Regions from separate parts of the Mus musculus genome. Here all the other regions are linked to region 1. Evidence: chromatin contacts called from public Hi-C, Micro-C and promoter capture Hi-C data. All regions are on one chromosome and are shown on one strand. The core of a region is the stretch at or near the end of the contact, and the rest is flanking DNA. Distances in the headings are between cores, read along the strand shown. Region 1 holds the start of Smc1a (structural maintenance of chromosomes 1A). Region 2 holds the start of Gnl3l (guanine nucleotide binding protein-like 3 (nucleolar)-like). Region 3 holds the start of Fgd1 (FYVE, RhoGEF and PH domain containing 1). Region 4 holds the start of Tsr2 (TSR2 20S rRNA accumulation).

Region 1 (3,112 bases), core at 388-2,887:
GCTGAGAGAACTCGATTTCAACAAGTGGTACAACCAAGCATTTTCTACAAGAGTCACAAGACCAAAATCCTAAGAAATTTAGTGGAACTCAAAGCATCAACCCTCTAGGCCAGTGGTTCTTAAACCGTAGTAGGGGAAGTAAGTAACCCGTCATTACCACCCCCACCCGCACTCCAAACTCTGACATTGTCCGAACACATTTTTGATGGGCATTTCAGGGGAGTGGAGGTGCTGTCATTTAGTGGAGAGAGGTCAGGAAAACAGCTAAACATTCTACAATGCACAGAACCAACCGCACAGAGAAAGTGTGTGGCTAAAGAGCTAGTGTTAGGAAACAATGCTCTAGACAGAGAACAAAACCGCAAGCAAGAGTCCAGTGAAGGTATTCGCTATGAGCTACTTCAAGGTAAGGGTGGCCTAGCAGGCTAGAAAATGAGTAAACTAGAATATCTCTGGAGTGGAGGAACACAGCAAAGATTCATAACGAATACTTCTAGAGATGGGTGAGAGGAAACTACGAGCTATACAGCAAAAACTAAGATATGAAATAGTAGGCTTAAGTATGAAAAAGTAGGGTTACTATCAAAGTCACTCTAACTTATCAGCCTAACCCCTTTTCTACAAAACATTTATAATGGCCTAAGTGTTATCTTATTTTGTACTTTGCTTCTCCTTTCCCGCGATCTCGGATTTGCTCTCCCCGCATAAACTTAACTGATAAAACCCCAAACCCTCCACCAATTTGGCAAGCGAACAAGTTCAGGCTTATTTACGGTTTTCTGGTAGGAAAAAGGCAAATCAAAGCAACAATCTCTTAGGCGTGTGGGGGGCATGCGGAGGGGTGGGGGGCATCGCAATCCCACGCTGCTGAGCGGAACGCTGGGTCAGAAATTCAAAAGTGCCACAGCAGAGAGGGGGGGGGGGAAAGGAATCAGAGTGGAGCGTTCCATCGGGAGGTGCGGGTGCGGGGAGGGCTGAGTAGAGCACAAAGTACACAGCTTGGGATCGGACGCCAAAGCAGAGTTACGGTTCCCAAATTTTCCCAGAGGTGTCAAACAAGTTTAGGAAGGTGGAACAATGCAGACCGGAAGGAAGCCGCGGGCCAAACAACTGGCAGCAAATTTCGGGAACGCCTCTTTTGGCGGGAGGGGTAGTGGGCGGGGCGACGCACGGTTCGGCCCATACCATTCGGGCCAGAGGGGGTCTGCGCCGAACTCCGCCAACTGACAGTTGGGAAGAGACTCGAGTTCAGTGTATGCCAAAAGGGAAAGCAAGTTCAGATCCAAGCCCCACCAAGAGGATCAAGGAACATTTCAGGGTTCACAATGTCTCGGGTTGCATGGGGGTAGGTTGTACTACTTTGCAGACAAGCAGGGGGAACCGGACCGGGACGCGCGCAGGGCCACAGCCGGTTTTAATCTCACCAGAGCCATTGGGTCCAATGATGGCGGTAAACCTCTGAAATGGTCCGATAATCTGTCGACCCTTGTACGATTTAAAGTTCTCGATCTCAATCAGTTTCAGGAAACCCATGACAGCGGCGCTGGCGTAGGAAAGGCCGCGCCTTACTCCTGGGAACGAGGTTAGCCCGCGCGGGAAATAGCGCAGTGCAAGCCGGGTGTACAGTAAGCCTCGCGATAATAAGTCCAAGCCAATCACGATTTCCTGTTTCCGGGGCCAGAAATGGTCACTTCCGCCTGAAATAGCGCTTTTGTTGAATTGTTGCCCGGCTGGAGCACGCGCTGGGCGCTCAGGCCCCGCCCCTCTACGTAGTTACCCAGCAACTGTTGAAGTGGCCGCCAACTAGGACGGGAAGCGTTAGTGCTCTGATCACTTCGGGGGAAATCAGAGCAAGCAGGCGGGGTCTGAGCCCACGCTTGCTGGGAAAGAAGTCACTTCAAGGTTCTGCCAGAGCTAGTGGGAGGCAGAAGCTCGGCTGGGGTTTGTAGTCTAGCCAGCAAGGGGGGAGACGGGGAGAAGCGCTTCAGCCAAGGATTCAGTCGGGAATGGGAAGGCGCCCTCGGAAGGGTGGGCAGTTTGGGATGGAAGAGGGATCAAAGGGAGGACTTAGATGAGGCGAGCTTAGAGTGTGAGGACGATGAGAGTATCTCTTAGACAACAGAGATACAAGTTGGGAAAGGCTGTGTTCTGAAATACTGCCCCTATCGTCTGCTTCTCTCTTATTTCTCCAAGCAGAATTTAAAGACTGCCGTTGTAAATCCAAGAGTCAACTTGGGTCCAATCCATTTTCGAGCTTCAAAACTGGAATTCTGTACTGAGAAAGGTATCTTGTGTGAACACTAGGAGTCCAGGTCCTTAAGCCAGTGCTCCAGCTCTGTCCTTTTCCCTCCCTGTTAAATCAAGTTTCCCCCATTTCCACCACTTCCCCTCTGTCTCTTTCCCTCCCCCTTTCTCTCCTCTCTCCCTCCCTTTCTCTTTCTCTCTCCTCTCTCCCTTCCTCTCCCCCTCCCCTCTCTCTCCTCTCCTTCCCTCTCCCTCTCTCCTCCCTCCCTCTCTCGCTCCAACTCTGTCCTTTTCCCTCCATTACATCAAGTTTCCCCCATTTCCACCTCTTCACCTCTCTCTCTCCCTCCCTCTTTCTCTCCCTCTCCCCCCTCTCTCTCCCCTCCTTCCCTCTCCCTCCCTCTTTTTCTCCTCTCTCCCCCCTCTCTTCCTCTCTCCTCTCTCTCCTTTATACCCTGTCCTTCTCCAATTCTTTTCCATCCCCTTTTTCTTCATTCTTTCATTCCCCTTCTATCACCTTATAGTCATGATCTTAGCAGCCCAGGATGTCTACTGAATCATCCCCCTATTGTGACAACAGATTGTCTTTATAGGCCGGGGTTAGTGCCATTTTCAGTTAGATATGGAAAGAGTCTGGTGGTTTCCACAGCTATTCCTGGGTATCTTCTTTTATTTTTTCAAAAGTTTCTCCATCTAGCTCTGACTGTCCTGGAACTCTGTAGACCAGGCTGGCCTCGAACTCAGAGATCCACCTGCTGGGATCAAAAGTGTGTGCCACCACTGCCCGGCTTTGTAACTGTGTGCAAGTGCAAGCGTGATCAAATGTGTGCACAAGCCACAGACATTAGGCATCAGATCCCTTGGAGCT
Region 2 (3,112 bases), core at 330-2,829, 1.0 Mb after region 1:
TGCAAACCAGGATGATCTTGAATTTCTGATCCTCCAATCTCAGACTCTGTACTCAGGGGATGTACTACCATACCTGGCATTTATATTTCTCTTTATCCTGATCCAATTTTCCCAATGCTACCTATTAAACTGTTCAATCCCCATTGACTTGTGGTGCAGCTCTTAATTTCAGTTGACAAATTTGCTTCCAGCCAGTTTTGTACTGGGTTTCTATGAGAGTTCAAAGATGAACTGTCATTTCTCTGAGGAGTCCTCTCTCCTGTGGTGATGAAGCCACATTAAGAACTATAGTGTACAGGGACTGGAGAGATGGCTCAGCAGTTAGGAGAGCCTGTTGCTTTTGCCGGCGACCTGAGCTCAGCAGCAAGCTTTCACATGCAGATGGCTCACAACCATCAGCAACTCCAGATTCAGAGGATCCAAAGCATCCTTCTGCTCTCCACATGCATCAGGAAGGTATATGGTGCACATACATACACACACACATAACAGCAAACTCACAAACTAGAACAAATCTACAAAAAATTTAAGAAAAAAACCTACTACAGTGTAGTATTGTGATAAAGGATGCTGTGATTCTTACTCAACTGGGAGTCATAAAAACGCTGGTATTAGAAATTTCATAGAGCTACAATAGGTAAATAGAGCCTGTAAATACTATGGCTACTTTGGGGGTCCAGAAGAATCTGGGGTCTAGAGAGAAAGGTAGCAGCCAATCCTGTACTATAAGGGGAGGGAGAGCAAAAGGGCTTGTTTTCAGCAGGAATGAGTTGCAGATGAAGAACACACGTTCTGGGTGGTTGCCTTACCTAGCCCAACCCCCACCCTTAAGGTTTAGACTTGAGGAGAGGGAAAGGACTGGAAGTAAATGACCAGGAAGGAATTAAATTAATAGTTACGCTTTTTGGAGGGTTATCTCACTTCCCAGTCAAGTCAGAAGTTTCCTGAAATGGTTATTAAAGACACCCTTACCTACCCTCGCTTTAGAGATAGGTTTATTTTCTGCAGACACAGGAATCATACATGAGGGAGAAGAGGGTAAACCGGTGAGTGACAATTCCAAAGAGTTTCGGTTGCTGCTCCCGGCTGAGCCTTGCTATGCTTTAGAGTCCCGTGAGACTGGAAAGCTGCTGAAAACAGCGAACTCATTTCAGGTGGGATATACGCAGCCAAATAGACACGTGATTCCGGCGGCCATTTTCTCGCACCCGGTCTGTCGCCATCTTCCAGGAGGACAAACTATTGCCCCCTACCCTCATCTAATGCTGCCAGTGATTACTTTGGTAACAGACTAGAGAAGATACATCCTTAACCCTAGCCAGGAAGCCGCACAAAAGAGTTCGTCTTACAAATAGCTTTTGTGGCCACATGAGTATACACACACACACACACACACACACACACACACAAACAAGACACAGATACACACAACTGCCCCCCCTCCCATCGCCAGGCTCCCGCCCCCCTCTTCGCTATTTCTTTACCCGCCGGCAGCCAGGAGGCGGGGCCAGCGTGGGAGCGGGGGCGGGACTGTGCGGCGCAGCAATTATATCGAAACTCCGCCCTTGCGTCTTACGCAAATTAGGCGGAGCAAAGAGCTGGGCTGGGATCCGGAAGTCTGGGCGGAGCCTAGCTGCGCACTCCTGGACTGGCGACGTTGTGCTTCTAACAGCTCTCCGAGGTCCCTGCCGGAAGTGTAGGTAAGAGACTACTCTCTTTTTTTTCGTGGTGAGTGCTCACCAGGCCAGCAGTATAGTAAAGATTGTTTTTTTAAAGGTGAAACCAGAGATGCTCGCCATCCTGGACTAGAGAGGTGAAAAGCTGGCTCTCTTGTAAAGTAGAAGGGCCTGGAAGAGGGATACGGATAGCTCCACATGTGGCGATGCGCTGAACTGCATTCTGGCGGCCTCCTAGAGAGGCTCTAAAGATGCATCCTGGCTATGTAGAGAGGCACTGACCATGCGTATGAGACAAAATGTCGGTTGCCCTCCGCCTTTCAGGATATTTGGGCGTCATTTCGCATTACTGCCATTTCTCCCATGTAGACAGACGCCCCCATCCATGTGTGAGAAGGTCTATTACGTTTATACTTTCATTGCGTAATGGAGACAGGTGTGTCGACCCATCAAATGGTGGATGATATCATCCCTGCCCTATAAGAAAATAATTTCCAATACAAGGTTGAGCAGGCCGACTTCTGGCTTATTAAGGCATAGGTCTTTAACGGGGCTTGTCCATCTCCATACTGCGATAGGGGAGCTCAGAATTGTGTAATATCTAGAGGAAGAGAGCTCCTAACGTAGAGACCCACCCTTCTCATGTTTACCCTTGTAACCAGTCACCAGACACCATCAGCCCTCAAAATCATTGGAGACAGAGACTTATGGGCAACCACACAGATTTACCCCTCCCCCTTCATTATGGAAAATTAGACCCCCATAGCTACCCCATAAAGAATTGCTGTTTTTCTGACGGTAGTAAAGGCCCACCCAAACTGGCTTACAGTACCTGGGAACAGACTTTAGTCCACTGAGATAATGCTATGCCTCTCAAGTAGACCCTCAGGGTAGAGAAACTCAGGTTTATTTTCTTCCCTTTTGAGGTAGAGACAGAACCCCACCCTCCAAATGATTTATAATCACCAGATTGACCAAGAGAGGGGGCATCTGAGCAGTAGAGATGCAGACAACTCCCCCCTCCCATTTAGCCCAGAAAGCCAGTGATATCACTGATCATCCTACAATGCAGTGCATTCGAAATCTCTCCTCATCCATAGAATAGGAGCTCAGATTTTCTCTACTTTTAAAATTGTATTTATTTATGTATATGAATGCTCTATTTATTTACATGTGCACCTGTATGACAGAAGAGGACATCGGATTCCACGATAGATGGCTGTGAGCTACTATATAGTTGCTGGGAATTGAACTCAGGACCTCTGGAAGAACAGGCAGTGCTCTTAACTGCTCTTAACCACTGAGCCATCTCTCCAGCCTCTTAATTTTTGTTGTTGATTTTTTTTAAAATTTATTACGTATTTTCCTCAATTACATTTCCAATGCTATCCCAAAAGTCCCCCATACCCCCCCCACTTCTCTCCCCCCCCCACTCC
Region 3 (3,112 bases), core at 320-2,819, 970 kb after region 1:
GCCCCTTCCTCCAGGCTCAGCTCCACCTTTCTCTCTCATCAATACCCCCTACCTCTTCCTCCCCTTGTCCTGTGGCCACACACACCTAGCAGAAGCACAATCTAGGATCAGTCCACCATCTCCCTCTCTCTTTTGCTCATACTTTCGGGCTACTGAGTCGTATAAGGGGAAATCACATAAGGAGAAAGCTTGCATTACTCTCCAGCTTCAGTTTGGGGAAGCGGGAAGACCACAGATTTTGGACTCTGATCTGTTTTTAAATCCAGGCACCATAATGACAGTGTGACCTTGGACAAGTTACTTCTCAAAGCCTCAGTCTGCACCCCTAAAAATGTAATTGATGATATCCACTTCACAGATGGCTCCTGAAGCTGAAACAAAAACCCTTGTAAAAGTACCCAGTTCAGTGCCATGCACAAATGTAGTCACTTAGCTAATGGGAGACTTCTTTTCTCCTATTCCAACCACATCCCCATTGCTGCCCTGAAATCCTGCCCCCTTTTCTTGGAGTGCTTCCTCTCCTGTTAGCCTCAACAGTTAGAAGAGAAAGGAGTCTTAAGGCTTGAGGGCGCAAGGGACAGATAAGAGCAAGGGGCAAAGGCTGAAAGGACTGGACCGAATACTGCAGGAGGTGGGGGTAGGGGTTGAGGGGACCCAAGGGGCTAGGGTGAGCATGTCGGCTCCAAGTCCTAGAACAAGAACCCGTTCCCGGTACCAGGCCCGTGGCCCAGGTTCCCATGCTGTCTGGATCACTCACCAGGCCGAGGCTGCGAGCCCTCCAGGTGGTAGGAGAAGCGCAGGGCCCGGTGGTGCTGAGGACTAGGGCCGCAGGGTAAGACCCGGGAGCTTGGAGGCGCTCCCAGGCTGGCATCCGAGGGTCCAACAAACTGAGGATCCAAAGGGCCTCCAAGAGCCGTGCCTGAGCCCCTGCTCACCGGCAGCCCGGGTTCCAAGGCTCCAGGGTCCGAGTCGGCACAGGCCAGCGGAGCGGCACCGGGGGTATTTGCCGCTGAGCGTTCGGGATCCGAAGGCCCAGGGCCCCCCGGGACTCGGTGGCCATGCATGGTCCGGGCCTGGGCGCGGGGCCCGGGCTCCCCGCTTGGCTCCAGTTCCTGGGGCGGAGGCGCGGGCGGAGAAGGCCCGGCGCCCGGCGGAGCAGCGGCCTCAGGCTCGGGGGGCGGGGCTGCGGGCTCAGCCCCACTGCGGAGACTCGAGCCCCCGACCCGGGCTCCGGCCAGCAGCCGTGGCGGCAGCAGCAGCAGCAGCCGCGGCCACCGCCGTTGCCGCGCCAGGCATCGCCAGCCCTGGCCCCAAGCGGGGAGTGGGCTCGGCGGGGCCGGGGGCCCGCTGGGGAGCGCTGTCTATGCGGCTGCGGCTAGGCGAGGGTCGGGGGCTGCGCTAGGCACGAGCTCTCCTAATAGATGACCAGTCACTTCCGTAGCCGGGGGCGAGCGGCCAGCCGGATCCCACCGAGGGGGGTCTCTTTCTCCCGGAATGAGAATCGACCTGGGTTCTCTGGGCTAGTCGGGAAGGGTTCTTCCTCCCGCCGCAGCGGAGGCTGGGGGCGGAGGAGAGGGGAGGGGGAGAGGAGAGGAAGGAGGGAAGAGAGGACGGCCGCGGCCGGGAGGCGCGCGTGTGCGCCGCGCTCTCCGGCTGCGAGGCTTGCCTTCGGGCAGTCCTCCGGAACGATGCTCCAGCCGTGCGGGCGGAGGACCGGGCTGGACCGGGCTTCTCCGCCTTCGTCCTGGGTCTGCACCGCGGCAGGCGGGAAGAGCCCTGGGAACTGGGGGATGGGGAGGCGCGAGCCGTTGCTGAGACAGCCGCAGCCACCGCGGCGCTGAGACCCAGTTATTGGAGCCCCGCCCCCTCGTCGGGATTTGAGCTTGGCCACGCCCCCTCGCTAGGGCCAGTTTCACCTCTAACTGCTAGGAGCTTAAGGCCCTCCTTCTGCTGGCCCTTCAGCTTTCCTTCCCATCCTTCCTTGGTCCCACAGAGGCGAGTCTCTGGGCCCAATTTCCGAAATCGACCCTTCCGTCGCATCTCATGCCTTCTTCCGCTCTCCCATCACACTCTTTCCCAGAAGCCTTTCCACATGTCCCAGAGTTAAGCTAGGCTTGGCACGTAGCGATCCTTTAGTACTTATTTTCTCAGACCAGATCTCATGGCCCTTTACTTTTCCACTCTTTTTGTCGCGGTCCCTTGTTTTGTCCGTTACCCGGCTGGCAGCAACCCAAAACTGAACCAGTCCAACTGTTTGCCTTTTTTTCCATGCTTGTGCCCAGGCAGCTGAACACTACTGGGTAACACTACAATTTTCCACATTTGTGTCATGATAAACCCTCATTTCCCAGCTTCTACAAGTCCCTCAGAACTGACCCGACACCCTACTAGTAGTCAACTTTCTTTTCTGTTTCACCCCCATTGCCTAGATAACTCTCATCCATGGTGGCCATATCAAATCTAGTCTCCCCAAGATCTTGATTTGTGCCCCCAACTCCGTCCCACGGTACTTAGCTGATAAGCCCATGTCCTACTTACATGGAGTGAACAGAAGACGCCAGAAGAAAGGTCTGGAATTCTTAGCAACAGACCTCTGAGTTCGTTCCGAGTCCCTTCGCTCTGGGCTTTAAACAGTCAGGTATCTTCTCCCATCTAAAAAAACAAGCACCAAAAGTTATCTCTCTTCTCTTTTTACAGATGACTCAAGACTTGCTCATAGTCAAGTGTCCCATTTCCTACCTCCCACTTATCTTTAACCCTGCTACAACTCACCTCTACTACTTCTTCCAAGCTATTTTTCTTATCAAGGTCTTCCATAGCTTACGTTACTAAACCGAAAAGAATCTCTTTAGAGGTCATCCTACTTGGACTTGCTAGCATTCAGGTAGCACCAGTGACCTCTCCCTTCTCCTGAAATTGCTTCCCTATGACATATCATGCTTATTTTTCTCCTTTTTCCTTTTCAGTTTCCTCCTCGTCTTAGTAGTGTTCTTGGGAGCTTTGGCCTGAGCTCTGTCTTCCCACGCACTCTCTCTGGTCTTTCCCTCAATATCTCATTTGCTTCTATGGCTTCAATTATTACTTCTTTGATAGTTACTCTAAAATACTTCAA
Region 4 (3,112 bases), core at 389-2,888, 920 kb after region 1:
TACCTGAAGGAGGACAGAACTCCTCAGACTGCTGAGGGCAGTGGTGGGCTGTATCTCCCCCATGGGCTCTTTCTAAATATTTACAGCTCAAACATTTTTGTTGCAAGCTAAAAATGTGTCCCCTAAGTACTTCAGCTACAACACTCAAGGTTCATTTCATAGTGTTTTCCAATTTCCCTTTGTTTTTGTCCTTTGACCTATTTCCATAAAATAGAGTCCATAAGGTTACACAAATTTATGGATTTCACATGTTTCTTTCTCTTACTAATTTCTAATTTTGCTTTGCAGTCTTTCTTTTTTTTTTTTTTTTCTTTTGTGGTCTTGGGATGAAACTCCAGGACCCCAGTATGCTGGCAAGGTAGATAGAAACATTATCAGCCCTTAGTCCTTAAAACATACTAAACGCTGTTGTGTGGAATACTACATGGTGTGTCTTGGAGAATGTTCTTGTGAACTTCAGAAAAATCTATATTCTGTGCTAAGTGTGGTGGTGTGTGATTAGTCCTAGAATTTAGGAGAGTGTGGTAAGAGTCCAATACCAGACATGGCTACACAGTGGAAACTGAAGTTCCTAGAGAAAAGAACAGGTACATCTGTATGGACCGTTCTATAGGACCAAATGACGGAGCTTTGTGGTTGGGGTGAGTAAAAATGTTACAGAGGAGAGACAAATGACCTTGAGCTACTTTTAATCCCATTGAAAACAATTCCTTGTCTTCCCTTGAATCTGAACGAGAAATCTCGTGGTTATCACAACTTTTCAAATACATACTTAACAGCGAGCATCTATGAATCCAAAAGCTAAGAATGTCATCAGACAGTATCTGAAACCTAAGCAGAAATTTCCTCATCCCACTACCTGTAGTCTCTATCAATAGATTTAGTAAATGCTTTGACTTAGGACTTTCTTTGTTCTGTAACTACTAAAATGTCATTTGACCACTTCCACAAAAGAAAATATCTTTCTGGACAACCTGAATCCTGGACATGGTCACTCATATTTGACTCAAGAATGAATTGTTGGAGCTGGAGAGATGGATCAGCGGTTAAGAGCACTGACTGCTCTTCCTAGAGGTCCTGAGCTGAGTTCAAGTCCCAGAAACCACATGGTGGCTCAAAACCATCTGCAATTGGATCCGATGCCCTCTTCTGAGGTGTCTCTGAAGACAGTGACAGTGTACTCACATATATAAAATAATTATTTTTAAAAAATTAAAATTACATTTATTTATTGTGTGTGGGAGTGCCTGCGCCTGTGAATGCCGTGTAACACATGTGGAGGTGAGAGGAAATTGCAGAAATCGGTTCTCTAGTTCCATCCTGTAGGGCTCAGGGACTGAACTCAGTTCTTCAGGCTTGGAGGCAATTGCCTTTATCTGCTGAGCCTCGCAAATGTAGGTTTTCTCGCCCTCGCTATTCTTTTCTCCTTTCCTCTTTATTTCAGCTATGCTTCCTAAGTACTCTGCTCCAGGTTCTCCTTTAATTATTAGGATTTACTGTGGTAAGTGGTAGCATCTACCACTGATGGCGTTTCCCACTGTTCTGGTCTTGCTGCCAGCCAGATTGGCAGAAAACTAAACCACGTTCTGAGAATCGGCTTTTGGCTCCTTTTGCCTGGTGAGGTCGCCCTAGCGATTGGGCTGCCTGGGAGCCACGTGATCTAAACGGATGATGGCGGGCGCCGCTGAAGATGTGCGTGTGCTCTTCGGAGCTGCAGTCCGAGCTGCGCTGGAGGCTTGGCCTGCTTTACAGGTAAGTGAGGTCCTGGCGGGGGGTCACGATTAAGGCTGTGACAAAATAGAAGTTGACCAGGCGAGGCGCCAGAGCCATGGCTGGGCGGTGTAAGCGGCAGACTCCCAGGCCCCGGCAGGCCACGCCGTTCTGGTTTCCATGCTGTCATGGTTGGCTTGGGCCTGTGTTCACAGATCGCTGTGGAGAATGGCTTCGGGGGCGTGCACAGCCAGGAGAAGGCCGAGTGGCTAGGGGGTGCAGTGGAGGATTACTTCATCGCCAATGGTGAGTGAATGTGAGGTGTTGCTGTCTGTCGCAGTGTGGCGTGGCAGAGCCTCGACGTAGAGAGCCCGCGTTTGATGAATGAATCGTGACTTTGAGATCAGAATTGTGTCTTTAGAGTGCCTTAGAGGCAATGACACTCAAATGCTATTATGCTGGAGAACGCATTTTGCCTTCCAGAGAGTCATTTTCCTACTTTCTAAAATGGTTATGGAAAGATCCGACGAAAAGAACTATTCGAGTCATATCTTGTAACTTAAAATTGCTGGATGAGGGGTGGGGGACAGCTCCGTGGACAAAGGCCAACAAGCATAACAGTCCGAATTTCATAGCTGGGACAACATGGAAGGAGAGAACTGGTACACGCTTAAGGTGTCCTCTGATTCTCCCTACACAAGTAAATATAATTTTAAAATTGTTGGGTGAGGAGTGTAGCCCAGTGGTAGAGCACTTTCCTAGTCTGCTCGTGTCCCTGGGCTCCAACCCTGGTGCCACCAAAACTAAAAGCAGTACCTCTGATAAATAAAAGGCAGCCAGGCCCTGTGGTGCAGGCATGTACTCTCATATTCCTGATGCAAAAGGACCTCAAGTTCAGATTCACCACAACCTTGTCTCATAATAAAAATAATATAAAGACTTGGAGATATAGCTCAATGGAAGTGCTTGCTTACTACACACATGTGAGGCTCTACACTACTCATACTACCACAAATGAATAAATGAATGAAAGAAGCAAATATTATAGTGTTATTAAATTCATATCCAAGGTCTAGCATATGGGCCATGTTTGTGATTCTAGCACCAGGGAGACGGAGACAGGGGAATTGCTCTAAGTTTCAAGCTCCATATCCCCAAGTTGTCCTTATGATAAAAGAAGGGGCTGGAGAAATGTTCAGCTGTTAAAAGTGCGTCCTGCTCTTCCTAACCTGAGTTGGGTTCTCAGCTCACAACCACCTGTAACTCCAGCGCCAGAGGATCCAAAATGTTCCTCATCTGTACACATGTGCATGCACATACATGTAATTAACAAATAAGTAACACAGGGCTGAAAGGATGGCTCAGCAGTTAAGAGCATTTGTTCTTGCATTGGACCTCGGTT

Evidence for each region. A called contact is a pair of places that touch in the nucleus more often than the background predicts. Capture Hi-C pulls out chosen DNA fragments and counts their contacts.
Region 2: a contact with region 1 is called in a promoter capture Hi-C map of adipose tissue, with 3 times the contacts expected there. The contact joins the promoter of Gnl3l here to the promoter of Smc1a in region 1. A contact is called at or near these places in 3 of 39 promoter capture datasets (the C10 cell line, erythroid cells and liver), 3 of 484 Hi-C or Micro-C datasets (B cells, CD4 T cells and regulatory T cells), 6 of 115 datasets of contacts at active chromatin or transcription factors (astrocytes, embryonic stem cells, large pre-B cells and 2 more) and 2 of 9 other capture datasets (adipose tissue and liver).
Region 3: a Micro-C map of embryonic stem cells shows a contact between it and region 1, with 7 times the contacts expected there. The contact joins the promoter of Fgd1 here to the promoter of Smc1a in region 1. A contact is called at or near these places in 4 of 39 promoter capture datasets (the 3T3-L1 cell line, liver, pre-B cells and 1 more), 1 of 484 Hi-C or Micro-C datasets (embryonic stem cells) and 1 of 115 datasets of contacts at active chromatin or transcription factors (astrocytes).
Region 4: a Hi-C map of CD8 T cells shows a contact between it and region 1, with 8 times the contacts expected there. The contact joins the promoter of Tsr2 here to the promoter of Smc1a in region 1. A contact is called at or near these places in 5 of 39 promoter capture datasets (the C10 cell line, erythroid cells, liver and 2 more) and 1 of 484 Hi-C or Micro-C datasets (CD8 T cells).

The regions. Positions count from the first base shown.
Region 1 is chrX:152,014,953-152,018,064 of GRCm38.p6, reverse strand. It overlaps Smc1a (structural maintenance of chromosomes 1A), which reads right to left and starts at 1,637. Exons shown (of 25, transcript NM_019710.2): 1 at 1,425-1,637. The coding sequence starts at 1,533. Ribc1 (RIB43A domain with coiled-coils 1) reads left to right here and starts at 1,770. Exons shown (of 8, transcript NM_025660.3): 1 at 1,770-1,902; 2 at 2,197-2,284.
Region 2 is chrX:151,015,789-151,018,900 of GRCm38.p6, reverse strand. Gnl3l (guanine nucleotide binding protein-like 3 (nucleolar)-like) reads left to right here and starts at 1,579. Exons shown (of 16, transcript NM_198110.2): 1 at 1,579-1,700.
Region 3 is chrX:151,045,627-151,048,738 of GRCm38.p6, reverse strand. It overlaps Fgd1 (FYVE, RhoGEF and PH domain containing 1), which reads right to left and starts at 1,569. Exons shown (of 18, transcript NM_008001.4): 1 at 758-1,569. The coding sequence starts at 1,064. It overlaps Gm46690 (a long non-coding RNA gene), which reads left to right and starts at 2,647. Exons shown (of 2, transcript XR_001782846.2): 1 at 2,647-3,112.
Region 4 is chrX:151,095,069-151,098,180 of GRCm38.p6, reverse strand. Tsr2 (TSR2 20S rRNA accumulation) reads left to right here and starts at 1,638. Exons shown (of 5, transcript NM_001164578.1): 1 at 1,638-1,752; 2 at 1,926-2,016. The coding sequence starts at 1,669.